2 separate regions of the Mus musculus genome follow, and region 2 is linked to region 1. The links are chromatin contacts, called in public HiChIP or PLAC-seq maps. All regions are on one chromosome and are shown on one strand. The core of a region is the stretch at or near the end of the contact, and the rest is flanking DNA. Distances in the headings are between cores, read along the strand shown. Region 1 holds the start of Khk (ketohexokinase). Region 2 holds the start of Cenpa (centromere protein A).

Region 1 (7,864 bases), core at 4,195-6,694:
AGACTACAAATCCTAGCATGCATTGCACCGGACTACAGGTCCCAACCCCCTCCCAGGCCCCTGGAGACTGCAGGTCCCAGAATGCAATCGCCTCTGTTGTGTTCTTTCCTCCTATGTGTATGAGTTAGGCTAGGCACACCGGATGCGTGGTCCTTTCCTGCCAAAGAGATAACTGAACTATAATTATGGAAACAGGAACTTCTGGTAAACTGGCTGGCCAGCCAGCACCCCAGCAGGCTTGCTGCAAGAGCCTCTTGTTTGTCCCTCTGGTGGTTTAGGGAAGGGCCCAGTCATTGCAACAGTGGCATGTGAAGTACTTTCCCACATTTCCATTTTAAACTGTTTGACAGCCCTAAAAGGCAGGACACATAGTGTCAATCGAATTTTCCAGATAAGGAAATGGTTTCCAAGAAGTCAAGAGGTCCTGGGGACAAGTTGGGTGGCCGGGTGATCTAAGTTTGAAATTTGACATGGCCACTTGTTAAACGCATTCTCTGGAACTACTTGCCTAATTTCTCTGGTTCCCCGTTTCCTGTGCCATCAAATGGCAAAAGTATCTGCCCAATAGAAAAGTTTTAAGAGCTGTGGTCCAAATCTGGCCCAAGGACATTCAGTGAATGGTATTTCCTTCCTTCCTTCCTTCCTTCCTTCCTTCCTTCCTTCCTTCCTTCCTTCCCTCCACTCCCTTTTGCCCAAATCATCCAAAGGAGAGCCTTCTGACCCTTGACTCTTGCTGGAGTTGGAGTAGGCAGAGACTGGGCCATAGAATCTGAGCTCTGAGATCCAGCTGCTCAGTCATCCGCCTTTCTCTCTCTTCAGGTCCTGTTGAGTCAGAGAAGGTGCAGCAGCTAGAGCGGCAGGTGAAGAGTCTGACCAAAGAGCTGCAAGGCCTTCGGGGTGTCCTGCAGGGGATGAATGGGCGCCTAGCAGAAGATGTACAGCGAGCTGTGGACACAGTCTTTAATGGAAGGCAGCAGCCAGCAGATGCAGCTGCCCGCCCGGGCGTGCATGAAACCCTCAGTGAGATCCAGCAGCAGCTGCAGCTCCTGGACAACCGTGTCTCCACTCATGACCAGGAGCTGGGCCACCTTAACAACCATCATAATGGAGGCCCTGGTGGAGGTGGCAGGGCCTCAGGCCCTGTCCCAGTTCCTTCTGGCCCCAGTGAAGAACTGTTAAGGCAGCTGGAACGGCAGCTGCAAGAGTCTTGCTCAGTGTGCCTGACGGGGCTGGATGGCTTCCGCCAGCAGCAGCAAGAGGATAGGGAGCGGCTGCGAACCCTGGAGAAGCTAATGTCCTCTATGGAGGAGCGGCAGCAACAGCTTGTGGGACCTGCCATGGCCAGGAGACCCCCTCAGGAATGCTGCCCCCCAGAGCTGGGTCGACGAGTGTCTGAGCTGGAGCGGAGGCTAGATGTAGTGACTGGCTCACTGACAGTGCTAAGTGGACGCAGAGGTTCTGAGCTTGGAGGAGCAGCTGGGCAGGGGGGCCACCCTCCAGGCTACACCAGCTTGGCCTCCCGCCTTTCTCGCCTGGAGGACCGCTTCAACTCTACCCTAGGTCCCTCAGAGGAGCAAGAGAAGAACTGGCCTGGAGGACCAGGGAGGCTGGGCCACTGGTTGCCTGCTGCTCCAGGACGGCTAGAAAAGCTGGAGGGACTACTAGCCAATGTGAGCAGGGAGCTGGGTGGCCGCATGGATCTGCTGGAAGAGCAGGTGGCAGGGGCTGTTCGGACTTGTGGGCAGATTTGCTCTGGGGCACCCGGGGAACAGGATTCTCGGGTCAATGAGATCCTCAGTGCCTTGGAACGCAGGGTGCTGGACAGCGAGGGCCGGTTACAGCTAGTGGGCTCTGGCTTGCATGAAGCAGAGGCAGCAGGGGAGGCTCAGCAGGCCGTGTTGGAGGGACTGCAAGGGCTCCTGAGCCGGCTTCGGGAGCGCATGGATGCACAGGAGGAGACTGCAGCAGAAATCTTACTGCGCCTCAATCTTACCGCAGCCCAGCTAAGCCAGCTGGAGGGTCTGCTGCAAGCCCGTGGGGATGAGGGTTGTGGCGCCTGTGGTGGTGTCCAGGAGGAGCTGGGCCGCCTTCGGGATGGTGTGGAACGTTGCTCCTGCCCATTGTTACCTCCACGGGGCCCTGGAGCTGGCCCAGGGGTTGGGGGACCAAGCCGTGGGCCTCTGGATGGTTTCAGTGTGTTTGGGGGCAGTTCAGGCTCAGCCCTCCAGGCCCTTCAAGGAGAACTCTCTGAGGTTATTCTCACCTTCAGCTCCCTGAACGACTCACTCCACGAGCTCCAGACCACTGTGGAGGGTCAGGGTGCCGATCTGGCTGACCTGGGGGCCACCAAGGACAGCATCATCTCTGAAATCAACAGACTACAGCAGGAGGCCACGGAGCACGTCACAGAGAGCGAGGAGCGCTTCCGAGGCCTGGAGGAGGGCCAGGCACAGGCTGGCCAATGCCCTAGCTTAGAGGGGCGATTAGGCCGCCTTGAGGGAGTCTGCGAACGACTGGACACCGTGGCAGGGGGACTACAAGGCCTACGTGAAGGCCTCTCCAGACACGTGGCTGGGCTCTGGGCTGCAGTACGGGAAAGCAACAGCACCAGCCTGACACAGGCCGCCCTGCTGGAGAAGCTGCTGGGGGGCCAGGCAGGCCTGGGCAGGCGGCTTGGTGCCCTCAACAATTCCCTGCTGCTCCTGGAAGACCGTCTGCAGCAACTTAGCCTAAAGGACTTCACTGGTGAGGACAGAAGGCGTGGTGGGGTGTGCAGGGAGGGAGGCCCCTTCTTGCTCCCTGCCTCGCAGCCAGTGAGGAGGCCTGGTGTTCTCGCCTCCTCTTTGTTCTGCCTCAGTCCTAGCCCCTACTGCTCATCAGGGAGGTTGACGTATGTCTGCAGAGAAGCTGTTGTGGTGTAGCTCCCTGCCCTCCTTCTGGTTGCTTAGATGGGCCTTTGGGTGGAACTGGGATGTGGCTTGTGCTGGTATGTGGCTCTATCAATCAGACACCTTGCCTGCAGCCCGAGGGACCCCGTGTCTCCATCAGTCTTCCCCATCTCCTACCTGTGGCGCCACCGCCTTTCCTGTCCGTTGGAAAGCATGGCTGACCTTCATCTCGGTTTTGGTTTTGTTACCATAGGACCTTCAGGCAAGGCTGGGCCCCCAGGGCCTCCCGGGCTACAAGGGCCTTCAGGCCCTGCAGGACCTCCAGGACCTCCTGGCAAAGACGGACAACAGGGGGCCATTGGCCCACCAGGTATGTTGGATGAGACACCACTATCCTGGCAGCCCTGCATAGTATTCCACACTGAGCTTGACGGAGAAGGAGTAAGGAAGCAGAGGTCCGGATGGCTGACAGTGAAAAGAAAGTGACTAGGAGCTGAATGAAAGTGGCCATTGGGGGCTGGAGAGATGGCTCAGCGGTTAAGAGCACTGACTGCTCTTCCAGAGATCCTGAGTTCAATTCCCAGCAGCCACATGGTAGCTCACAACCATCTGTAATGGGATCTGATGTCCTCTTCTGGTGTGTCTGAAGTCAGCTACAGTGTACTTGTATACATGAAGAAAACAAGAAAAAGAAAGTGGTCATTTGGCTCCTGGGCACTGTGGTCTCCCTGCCGTATTGCAGTTCATGTAGCGTATGAGGAGCTCCTGGCTGAGGCTGTGGTCTAGCATCTGCCCAGACTGGAGCCCACTTACGCTTTTCTTGGCATCACATTCCACACCTAACACCCAGAGCAGTGCAAGAGAGCAGATGTTGGGTGAGGGCATGGTGAGAGATGTCCTATTCACTGTGGTCCCTTTCTTCCAACAGGTCCTCAAGGGGAGCAGGGTAAGTCGTTAGACTCTGGAAGGGGCCAGGAGCTTGGGCCTGGAAGACTATAGTCCTCAGGCAGCCTGGGCAGCAGGGATGGGGACTGGAGTTTATTTATGAGCATCCATGCTAACACTATCTCTATTCAGGAGCGGAGGGAGCACCAGCAGCCCCTGTGCCTAGGGTAGCATTTTCAGCTGCCCTGAGTTTGCCACGGTCAGAACCTGGCACAGTCCCCTTCGACAGAGTCTTGCTCAATGATGGAGGCTACTATGACCCAGAGACAGGTAACTAAAAGGCCGACGGGTGGCCTAGTGAGGTAACGGGTGAAGCTGAGCAGTACTAATGCCTCCTTCACACCTCTGCAGACAAGTACAGCTTTTCACTTGTAATTACAAAGACCTCTATTCTTTCCATGCACTCACACCACAGTTAGGCAAAGAGAGAGTGGGGGAGGGGAGGAGACATCCACACCACACGGATCTTTACTGGGACAGACTCCAGCACACACTCTGCAGCAACTGCTGGAGATGCAGCAGGGGATTCCTACAGTGTACAGTTAGTGGAATAGCAGGGAAAGGACGGGTGGGCCACTCCACAGCCAGGAGTGCTGTACCCACTCTCCGAGAGACCTTCCTTGTCCCAGCCAGCGTCTCCCCTCCTGACTGTCATCCTTGTCTCCAGGTGTATTCACTGCACCACTGGCTGGACGCTATTTGCTGAGCGCTGTACTTACTGGGCACCGGCATGAGAAAGTGGAAGCAGTATTGTCACGCTCCAACCTGGGCGTGGCCCGCATAGACTCGGGAGGCTATGAACCCGAGGGACTGGAGAATAAGCCTGTGGCCGAAAGTCAGCCCAGCCCAGGCGCTCTGGGCGTCTTCAGCCTCATTCTGCCACTGCAGGTCGGAGACACTGTCTGCATCGACCTGGTCATGGGGCAGCTGGCACACTCCGAGGAGCCGCTCACCATCTTCAGCGGAGCCCTGCTCTACGAGGACACAGAGCTTGAACAGGTGTAGACAGGGTGGACCCGACCACCAAACTTATCTACAGGGGCCGCAGAGCCACCTGGATGGTGGCTACCCACCAAGGCAAGGGCAAGTCTGGCGACCACGTCCCGCTGCGGTTCAGGCATCCAAATCGGTCACTCCGTACGTTGTGACTGCGTGGTCTATGGGACCGAGGCATCTCCTCTTGACCTTTGGCCTCATTGCCGTCCCCACCAGAGCCCTCTCCGGGACCCAAGCTGCGGAAGAGGAACCTACCCTCCAGGGCTCTCCCCAGTCCACACCACCGTACTAAACTATTCAGGAATAAAGACACTTTTTTTTTTTCTACAAAACATAGCTATTCTGCTCTAGTACATGTTTGGGGGTAGTTAAGGGACAGGACAGGAGGAAACAGAGTTCTACGGAGGGAACCTAGGCTGGTGATCTTTGGGTGTGCTCCCTACTAAGGGCACCTGCGGACTCAGGGTCACGGCCACCGGTCCCCACAGCGGCCGCTAGGGGGCGCTAGGCCAGAACCACTGCGAAGGCTGGCAGCGTTCCCCGTCACGTGACACCGTTAATCTGGCGCGGGGGGGGGGGGCGGGGCCTCGGCCGGGTGGGCCACCTTGGCGGGGCGAGGGAGAGAACGCTTGCTTCTGTGCTCCGCCTGCGAAGGCGAAGTTTCTGTTGCCAGACTGTGCTAGTCCGGGTGGTCCAGGGTCTGCAGCAGGCGCAGAGGGATCGGAAAGGCGATGCATTACTAGTGCGCTTTCGCTTTGACAGCTGAGGCGGAAAAGTGAGAGGGCCTGCCATTGGCCGGGCTAGGTAACCCACCCTTGCAAAGCAGAAAGCTCCCTGCGGGAGGAGTTCTGCACGCAGAGGAGGAGCCAAGGTAGCCAGTGAGAAGTTGGGACACGGTCCTCCAGTAGATAAGAGGCAGAGCCCAGCAGGAACCCCCTCTGCTTGCGGGTAGGAAGCTTGGGGAGCAGCCTCATGGAAGAGAAGCAGATCCTGTGCGTGGGGCTGGTGGTGCTGGACATCATCAATGTGGTGGACAAATACCCAGAGGAAGACACGGATCGCAGGTAGGGGCGCCCAAGCCCCTCGGAGATCCCAGGGCCGCTGTGGTCCTGTCTTTTTGCGTGTCACTGCTAATCGGCTGCTAAACCAGGGATAGCCCTCTGTCTCCATGTGGTGAGGCCTGAGTTCAGCTTGGCGTTCTCTGTCCCGGGTCCCTAAGGGGTACTCTGTGAGAATGAAGACATGAGACTGGAGACCTTTAAAACCAAGACCCAGGGGGTGTGTTGTTTTGTTTTCGGAGTCTTGCTTTGTAGCCCAAGCTGGCCTAAACTCCTTTAGCCTCCAGAATTAACAAGAGTGCAAACGTATGCCTGAATCAAAACCCAGGCTTTCACTAGTGTGTTGTTGGCTGTTTACCATTTCAATCTGCCGATCATCAAAATCCTCAGTTTACAGAGAGGGCTGTAATGATTTTTTTCCCTCCTGAGCCCTCACACACCTGATAAGGTGCCAGACAAATTTTCCTCACCCCAAACCCCCAGGTCTCCCAACTCCTAGCCTATGCACTTCTAATTTACCGCTTACAGCTAAAATAAAACACCAGGTCGCTAGCAGTGAGTGGTATGTGATGTTAAACTACTCACATTTAAAAGCCTGGCCCTGGCGTTTGAGCCTTGCCTAGCTCAAGGACTGGCCGGCAGTGTAAGCAAAGCTGGAGGCTCTCTGGGTCAGACAGGGAGAAACTTGGCTCCTGAGCCACAGCAGGCTTTCTCCTGGAGCTAAGTGCCAAGAGGGGTCTTTACAAAGGTGGGTAAACATCTTAGTGGATGTTCTCAGAACATTCTCAATTGTCTGGTAGAAGTTAAAGTGTCCTTTGATGGCTCTTATCTTTGCTCTTGATAAAGGCCACTCCAATGTGCTGCTGTGCCGTGAAGGCATTCTGTGGGGTGGCGCACCGGCTTTCTCTTGGCGTGGTCTAGCACCCTGAACAATGAATGTTGTATCTTGGATATTAGTTAAAAGGAAGTTCAAGGTTGACCCCTGGCAAGACACTAGCACGCTGACAGCATTGAACTCACAGGGTCGGGGTCGGGGTCGCGGTTGGGGTGGGGGACTGGGTGCTCTTTGGGCTTTGGGTCCACAGAGTACTGTTGCAGGCTCCCTGGGAACTGTGAAAGACCCTTTCCTTAGCTGAGGAAGCAGGAGATTTGGAGGAGTGGAGTAGCACTTATCAAGCCACATTCGTAGCAAGCATCAGAGCATGATCATAGCTCATGTATGTCCCCACGTTTAGTGGGTGGCTCTACCTCCCGCCCTGATGTATTCCGTGTCGGTTGCTGCCCATCTTGGGGGGTTTACCCTTTGCTTTCAGTTACTCTTTTTGAGGTTAGAGCCCTTGCCAGGAGCACAGAGACAGTGGTACAGGAGCACAGGGTATGTCTGTGTGTGTGTGTGTGTGTCTGTCTCTCTCTCTCTTAAAAGATTCATTTATTTTATTATTTTTATGTGTATGAGTGTGTGTGTGTACCACATGCAGCCCTGATGCTTGAAGACGTCAGAAGAGGGCATGGGATCCCCTGGAACTAGAGTTACAGATGTTGTGAGCCACGATGTGGGTGTGGGAGTTGAATCTGGGTCCTTGGCAAGAGCAACAAGTGCTCCAATTTTTTATTTTATGAGCATTGGTGTTTTGCCTGCATTATGTCTGTGTCTGTGTGAGGATGTCCGATCACCTGGACCTGGAGTTACAGACAGGTATGAGCTGCCACGTGGGTGCTGGGATGATTTATTTATTTTATGTACGAGTGTTTCCTCTGCGTATGTATGTATTTACACCATTTATGTACCTGGCGCCTATAGAGGCAGAAGAGGACTTGGGCGTCCTGAACTGGGATTATGTATGGCTGTGAGCCACCGTGTGGGTGCTGGCAATTGATCCCTGGTCCTCTGAAAGAATGACAAGTGCTCTTAACCACTGAGCCATCTCTCTAGCCCTGAGCTTTTTCTTATTTGAGGAAAACACGCATATCTCATTA
Region 2 (7,267 bases), core at 1,211-3,710, 250 kb before region 1:
GAACTTCCCTGTTGGTTCTGAGGGTTTCTTTTCTTTCTTTCTTTCTTTTCTTTTCTTTTTTTTTTTTTTTTGGTTGTTTGTTTTTTGAGACAGGGTTTCTCTGTGTAGCCCTGGCTGTCCTGGAACTCACTCTCTAGACCAGGCTGGCCTCGAACTCAGAAATCTGCCTGCCTTTGCCTCCCGAGTGCTAAGATTAAAGGCGTGCGCCACCATGCCCGGCTGCTGAGGGTTTCTATGATCTACATGTTACAACTCTTGTTCCAGTCAACTCGTCCATAGCTCAGAGACATCTAGTGTTCAACGTGACTTCTTCAGCCCAATATGTTTTCATTCGATGTATTTTTAAAAAATTAGTAGTTTAATATACGGCATGTGGGACCGTGTTACCAGACAGACATAAGAACTAGAATGGTTGAGTGAGCTCAGATCCCAGGAATCTGAGAGATCTCAGGCTGGTAGAAGTGGAGCCATGCCTACCTGCTCTGGAACACATAACCATGATACTCCACTGAAGACCTCAGGCACTGAGTCACCCAGCACAACATCTATAGTTCTTCTCCATGCTAATGAGATATCTAGATAGCCCTGAGCCTTCAGCCAATGAGCGCCCCTTCCTAGATATTCCTTCCCACAAGAGGTATATAATCCCTGGTTCACCCCAAATAAAGTATATGCATTCACATCCATCATTAAATAAAGCAATAGGAGCAAGCAAAGATTGTCTCAGAAAGTTGTTTCATTCAGAAACGAGGTGAAGAAGGCCTTTGACTAAAGAGCTGCGCCTAAGACCCCTGAGCAAGGTCTTCTCCTCTCCAGTTCTTCCAGCACGCTCTGCCCTCACTCCCAGTCAGACCAGGTTTCACTCATCCTGGGCTCTGCCTCGACCTCTCCACCTGGCATGCCCAGATGTTGGAGGGGGGTAAAATCTTGGACCCCCATTCCTGACTCCTGGCAGTACACCAGTGACAGCCAGGTACCCAAAGAAGAAACCACAAATCACAGCATCTGGCCCAGACTTCCACTGTTTCCCCTTCCGGCCTGGTGAAGGAAGATACAAGCTGTGGATCTTCATTTCGGATTTTGCCCTGCGTTCTTCCGGTGCCCCACCCCCACTTGCAGTACAACAGTCCGATTGGTTCAAAAGCCAAAATATGCAAAACTACGTACGTTAATAAGCACTACCCTCCTCTTATGCCTTAACCCACACACCATTACAGTTATATAGGTAGTATCATCAGTTTCTTATGAATCGTAGAGTCTGTCCTCAATCTAGCTTTCTCCTTCTAGTTTACTAAAGGGCTATCTGTCTAGAGCAGACTTCATACACGGATATTATCTGACTAATTAACAGTTGCTGAGGATCCTGATGTCTTCATATATATATATATGGACTTCTGGATCATATAGTAATTCTATGTTTAAATTTCATGTCTGTTGGTAAAATACTGGAGATTGAACGAGTTGGTTGTTGGTCTTTTGTTTATTTGAGACAAAAATAAAATAAAATAAATAAGATAAAATCTTGCTCATAGCTCTGACTAGTCTGGAACTCACTATGTAGGTCTACTGGCCCTGTCCTTATAACAAACCTGCTTTTACTTCCCAAGTGCTGGGATTAAAGGAATACACAGATGAAGTCAGAGCACCTGTGGCCCAACCTCTGAACACTGCTGCACAGAGGACACCAAACTTTTGGAGGACATTTCAGATTCGAACCATGACACATTTCCATAGCAGCTGTGCCATTTTACACCACCCACCCCAATGTTCCACCAGGCTTCTATGAAACCACTGATTATATAAGTATTTTCCTGATTAGAGTACACGTTCATGATAGATCATTTAGAAAACTCAAAAAAGCAAAATGACGAAATTCTCTTTATTCTAATTACGGAGCCATGACCTGAATTCATATTACTCCCGGGAGAAAAGGAAAAGCCGGTTTTTTTCTCAGGCAATTCTGTCATTGTGTTTGATAGCATGGTCCAATAATAGTGCTGGCGCCTGCCCTGCCTGGACCTTGTCCTCAGATTCCTCCGTCCTGGCTGTCCCCACGACCCTATCTTCTGAAAAGGTCATGCAGTTAACCAGGCTTCTGAATCATATTTGCTGGTTGCTTTCAGGAGTGTCACGGGTGCTGTGTGGAGCTGTCACATTCTTGGGCATCTGTTTCCGTATTTTTAAAGCCACCTCAACGTTTGATAGAAAAGCATAAAACTTTTGAGGAAGTGAGCTCTACAAACCCACCACCCACGTAAGAACTGAGCCGTCCTGCCCAGAGGGCATCTGAAAAAGAGATCAACAGGAAAAGGGTGGGGAAATCCTGCCTTCCTTCCCGTCTTCAAGTACCCATTGGCTTCAGACCTTTATTCTCATTGGTTTATCTGGATGTCGCTCCACGCTGGCTTTCCAGAACCAGCCACTGAGAGTCACAAAGTTGGGATTTAAAAGATGCGGTGGGAGGGGCGGGTGATTTTTTGAACTGCTGGCGACCGAGTTCTGGCGGTCCTGACGCGCACCTTGGGCTTGCTCGCGTTCGGTTTCGGCAGCAGGACCAAGAAGGCTTAGGGAAGGCGGCGGGACCCGGCCCCTCGAGGCCAGCCATGGGCCCGCGTCGCAAACCGCAGACCCCAAGGAGGAGACCCTCCAGCCCGGCGCCTGGACCCTCGCGACAGAGCTCCAGTGTAGGTAAGCGAGCCTGCCCTGCACCTCCGAGGCCGGTGCGGTCATCCTGTGGGGCCGGGCCTGTAGAGGGACGGTTCCTGGTCACGGCTTGCCGCTAACCTCGCGTAGGGGTAATGGTTTTTTTGTTTATTTGTTTGTTTGTTTGCTTGTTTGTTCCTGACCGGTTTACAGCAGGGAGAAAAACGAAATGCAGACAAGACAAGGAGTTGGAGCAAAGACAAACTCATTCTGACGGACACGGGGTCTTTTTTTGCATTTATTTACTTTGCATGTATTTTGCATTTATTTTGTGTTCGTGCTCTGGCGACGGCCAGAAGAGAGCGTCGGAACCCCGGGGCCGGAGTTACAGTTGTGAGCTGCCCTTTTTTTTAGAGTGCTAGGAAGAGAACTCGGCCCCCCTGGAAGAGCAGCCTGGGCTATTAACAGCTGAACCAGCTTTCTAACTCCTACTCTTTATTATTTATTTGCAGCACTAGAGATGGAACCCAGGACTCCGTGTATGTTAGGCAAGGGTTCTACTACAGAACTATATCCCCAACCCTCTCCCCGACCCTTTTTTTTTTAAGACGGGAACTCGGTATGTATCGGTGTGTAGCCTTGGCTTGCTGACCTGAAACGTGCTATGTAGACTAGGCTAGCCTAGAGCTCACAGATCTCTGCCTGTGTTGGGGATGGTTGTATGCAGTGTGTATTCAGGAACTATTTCTGAGATCTGGTTACAATCCAGACACTGCCTCAATGTGATGTAAAAACTGTTTTCCATCACCTCTGATTGGTTAATGAGCTGATCAACCAATTGGCTGGGCAGAAGAAAGAAGAGTGGGACTTCTGTTCCCAATCAGAGGGTCCTGAAGAGACCAGGTGAGAAGAAGAGATGGAGAGACCATGTGGGTGAAGAAGGATTACTCATGAGGTCTGGATAAGAGAGCAGCCATGAGGACCCACATGGACCAGAGAGAGCCAGGGCAAGATCAGATGGCAAATAATGGGTCATATAGCCTGGTAACAGCAGCCTAGCCGGGTTAGAATATCTCAGAACCGCCGGGCGCGGTGGCGCACGCCTTTAATCCCAGCACTCGGGAGGCAGAGGCAGGCGGATTTCTGAGTTCGAGGCCAGCCTGGTCTACAAAGTGAGTTCCAGGACAGCCAGAGCTATACAGAGAAACCCTGCCTCAAAAAAAAAAAAAAAGAATATCTCAGAACCTACCTAGCTTAATGCCAGCAGCTTGTTAATAAAAAGGGGGGTAAGGAAGGACTTAGAATTAGATTTACATGCCTGCTTCTGCTTCTCTGGTGCTTGGATTAAAGGCATGCACCACCACATTCTATTTCTCATTGAGGTATGGTGAGCCCCTAAGGGAATAATGTGGTCATGGTTGTACCGCTCGACCAGAGCTGATGTTCGATGTGGACTTCCAGTGTAGAAGCAACCTTCCATTACTCTTATCTTAGGGAAAAGTTTTACATCAGCTGCGCCCACTTCTTGGCTCTCCTACTGCCCTTGTCTGCTGACCTTGTTCTTCCAGCCATTTGGTGCTTTTTATTCCCCCCTCCTTCCTCTCCATTCAGCCTCAGGCCTTGCTAGGTGCCCCCTCCTTTCCCAAGTCAACCAACCCTTCTTTTATGTGGGCCCTTAGACATATCTCCCTTTTGTGCTGTAAGGGACTTTGTGTTGTTCTTGCTACATAACAGCTCACGGCCATCTGTAACTCCATTTCCAGGGGATCCTTCTGGCCTCTGCAGGTACTGCACACACACAGACATGCACATAGGCAAAACAGATACACATACACATAGAATAAAATAAAACCATTTTAGGTGTGTGACAGTGACATCCATGTGTCCCAGGCTAACCCTGAGCTCAGGACACCCTGTCTCTGTATTCCAGGTGTTGGAACTGTAGGTGAGGGCCTGTGGGCCTGACTGGAGAGAGCTTTAGTGTGTAAGTCCTGCTTGAAATTCTCGGGCTCCCACCTGCTAACGTTGACCTTTGAGACCCAGCCTCAGGGTGTTTGAATGCAGTTCTTTCCAGGTCATCTCTGATCACTTCCGTTTCATAAACACCTGTTTGTGTATCATGAGTCTTGGAGTTCTCTTCCTCTTCTATTTCTCAAAATCTTTCTTTTCTGGGAGAGAATAAGTTCTCTCCATGTAGCCCAGTGGAGGTTCCTACCTCTGCCTCTCAGCGATGGATCGCACACGGCACGGCATTCAGTTCTCTCGCTATTCAAACTCCTTGAGTATAGTTTATTTTGATTCTTGGTTTTGGCTCCTTTTCCTTCTGGTGTTAGTCACATTCTTTGGTGGTCTCTAGTTGTGTTGCCTTCATTTTCTGTGAGTGTGTACCTGTTAACATCACCCTCTAGCCCCCAAAAGCCCAGATCTCGAAAATGGTGGGGTGGGGAGGAGGCAGCCATTTGTAGTTTATCTTTTAGTTATGGCCCATCATAGCTAGCTTCAGTTGACAGCCTGATACAAACCCAGGAAGGAGGAACTTCAACTGAGCAATTACTTCTATCAAACTGGCTGGCCTGTGGCCATGTCTGTTAAGCATTTTTTTTTAATTGCTTATCTTTGTCAGAGGGCCAAGTCCACTGTAGCCCACCACCTCCTATCTGGATTTAAAGATAGGGGAGCAGGCCGTAAGCAGCATTCCTCCAAGGATTCTGCCTCCAGATTCCTGCCTTGAGCTCCTGCCCTGGCTTCTGCTGATGGACGGTGAGTGACATATAAGCCAAATCAACCCTTCCCTCTCCAGGTAGGTCTTGGAGGTGGTGTTTATCACAGCAACAACAACCAAAGTCGAGCAGGGTCCTCCCTCTCCGTCTTCAGTGTCTCCAGTGTCTCCAGTCTCTACACACTGCTCTGCCTCTCTGTCTTCAGTGTCTCCAGTCTCTACACACTGCTCTGCCTCTCTGTCTTCAGTGTCTCCAGTCTCCTACACACTGCTCTGCCTCTCTGTCTTCAGTGTCTCCAGTCTCTACACACTGCTCTGCCTCTCTGTCTTCAGTGTCTCCAGTCTCTACACACTGCTCTGCCTCTCTGTCTTCAGTGTCTCCAGTCTCCTACACACTGCTCTGTGTCTTTGCTTTATCATCCTGACCTCACCGGTGGTTAAGTCTCCACCTCCTGCCTGGCACAGGCCGCCCCTGCACTGGTCCCGTCTCCCTTCTTCCATTTTCCTTGCAGTGTTCCTCACTGCTTGGGATCGAATTGGCTGGGCTTTAAATAACCTAGCTAAAGCTACGTGTTCCTGTTTTGCAGGACTAAGGATTGAACGCAGGGCCTTGTGTGTACAAGGCAAGTGTTCCTCCGGCCAGTTCCTTGTGTGTGCTTCTGTTTTGTTTTAGACATAATCATTTTAATCAGTCAATTACTTATATTTATTGACAGTTATACTACTTACTTATTTCATTTTCAGTATCACTACTGTATTTAATGTCTTGTTTATCTCAATAACTAACACTTGAGTTGAATTTAACTCAGCTATCTTTGTGTTTTTAAGATTTATTTTTATAAGCTGGGCAGTGGTGGCACATGCCTTTAATCCAAGCACTTGGGAGACAGAGGCAGGTGGATTTTGAGGCCAGCCTGGTCTACAGAGTGAGTTCCAAGACAGCCAGGGCTATACAGAGAAACCTTGTCTCGAAAAACCAAAAAACAAAACAAAATCAAAACGATTTATTTAGAGGGCCTGGAAATTGGCTTAATAGTTAGGAGCACTGACTGCTCTTCCAGAGGTCTAGGGTTTGATTCCTAGCACCACATAGTGGCTAACAACCATCAACACAGTGCCAGAGTAGCTAACTGCCCTTCTAACTTCTGCAGGTACCAGGCATACACATGGGACACAGACATACATGCAGGCAAAACACCTACTATACACAAATATTTTTTTAAATTATTTATATGTGTGAGTGTTTTACCTGCATATATGTGTGACTGTATCTATATATGTGTGTGTATATACATATATATATGTGAGCGTATGAATGTGTATGTGTACAGAAGTCAGACACAGGTGTCAGGATGTTGGATTCTCTGGAATTGGAGTTAGATGGTTGTAAGCCACCATATGGATGTTGGGCACCAAACCTAGGTCCTCTATAAGAACAACAAATACTCTTAGCCAATGAACCATCTCTCCAGCCCAATTTTTATGTCTAATTATATGTATGTGCACATTAATACAGGTTCCCAAGGGGGCCGATCACCAGATCCTGGCCCTAAAGTTACAGGCAAGTGGTTATAGGCAGTGTGAGCCAACTGCCACAGGTGCTAGGAACCAAACTTAGATCTTCTGTAAGAATGGTACATGCTCTGACAACTGAGCCATCTTCAGACCTTAACTCATTTGGCATTCTTGTTTTCTGCTAGATCTATTTCAGGTTATTCATTTGCTTCTGGTGAATTTGGGGTGTGTCAGGTTTTGAGAAGAAAATTTTTATATTTTTCATTTTTTTTAAGATTTTTTATTATGTAAATACACTCTGACTGTCTTCAGACATTCCAGAAGAGGACGTCAGATCTCATTACGAATGGTTGTGAGCCACCATGTGGTTGCTGGGATTTGAACTCGGGA

The links. HiChIP or PLAC-seq counts read pairs in DNA pulled down with a chosen protein or histone mark.
Region 2: a contact with region 1 is called in an H3K27ac HiChIP or PLAC-seq map of microglia, with 6 times the contacts expected there. The contact joins the promoter of Cenpa here to the promoter of Khk in region 1. A contact is called at or near these places in 3 of 39 promoter capture datasets (cranial neural crest, hippocampal neurons and neural stem cells), 4 of 484 Hi-C or Micro-C datasets (the C2C12 cell line, CD8 T cells, erythroblasts and 1 more), 4 of 115 datasets of contacts at active chromatin or transcription factors (the SCID.adh cell line, bone marrow-derived macrophages, effector CD8 T cells and 1 more) and 2 of 9 other capture datasets (adipose tissue and liver).

Annotation. Positions count from the first base shown.
Region 1 is chr5:30,916,115-30,923,978 of GRCm38.p6, forward strand. Khk (ketohexokinase) reads left to right here and starts at 5,445. Exons shown (of 9, transcript NM_001310524.1): 1 at 5,445-5,893. The coding sequence starts at 5,802. Emilin1 (elastin microfibril interfacer 1) reads left to right here. Exons shown (of 8, transcript NM_133918.2): 4 at 820-2,745; 5 at 3,142-3,258; 6 at 3,817-3,834; 7 at 3,966-4,103; 8 at 4,501-5,161. The coding sequence ends at 4,838.
Region 2 is chr5:30,664,426-30,671,692 of GRCm38.p6, forward strand. Cenpa (centromere protein A) reads left to right here and starts at 2,461. Exons shown (of 5, transcript NM_007681.3): 1 at 2,461-2,688. The coding sequence starts at 2,604.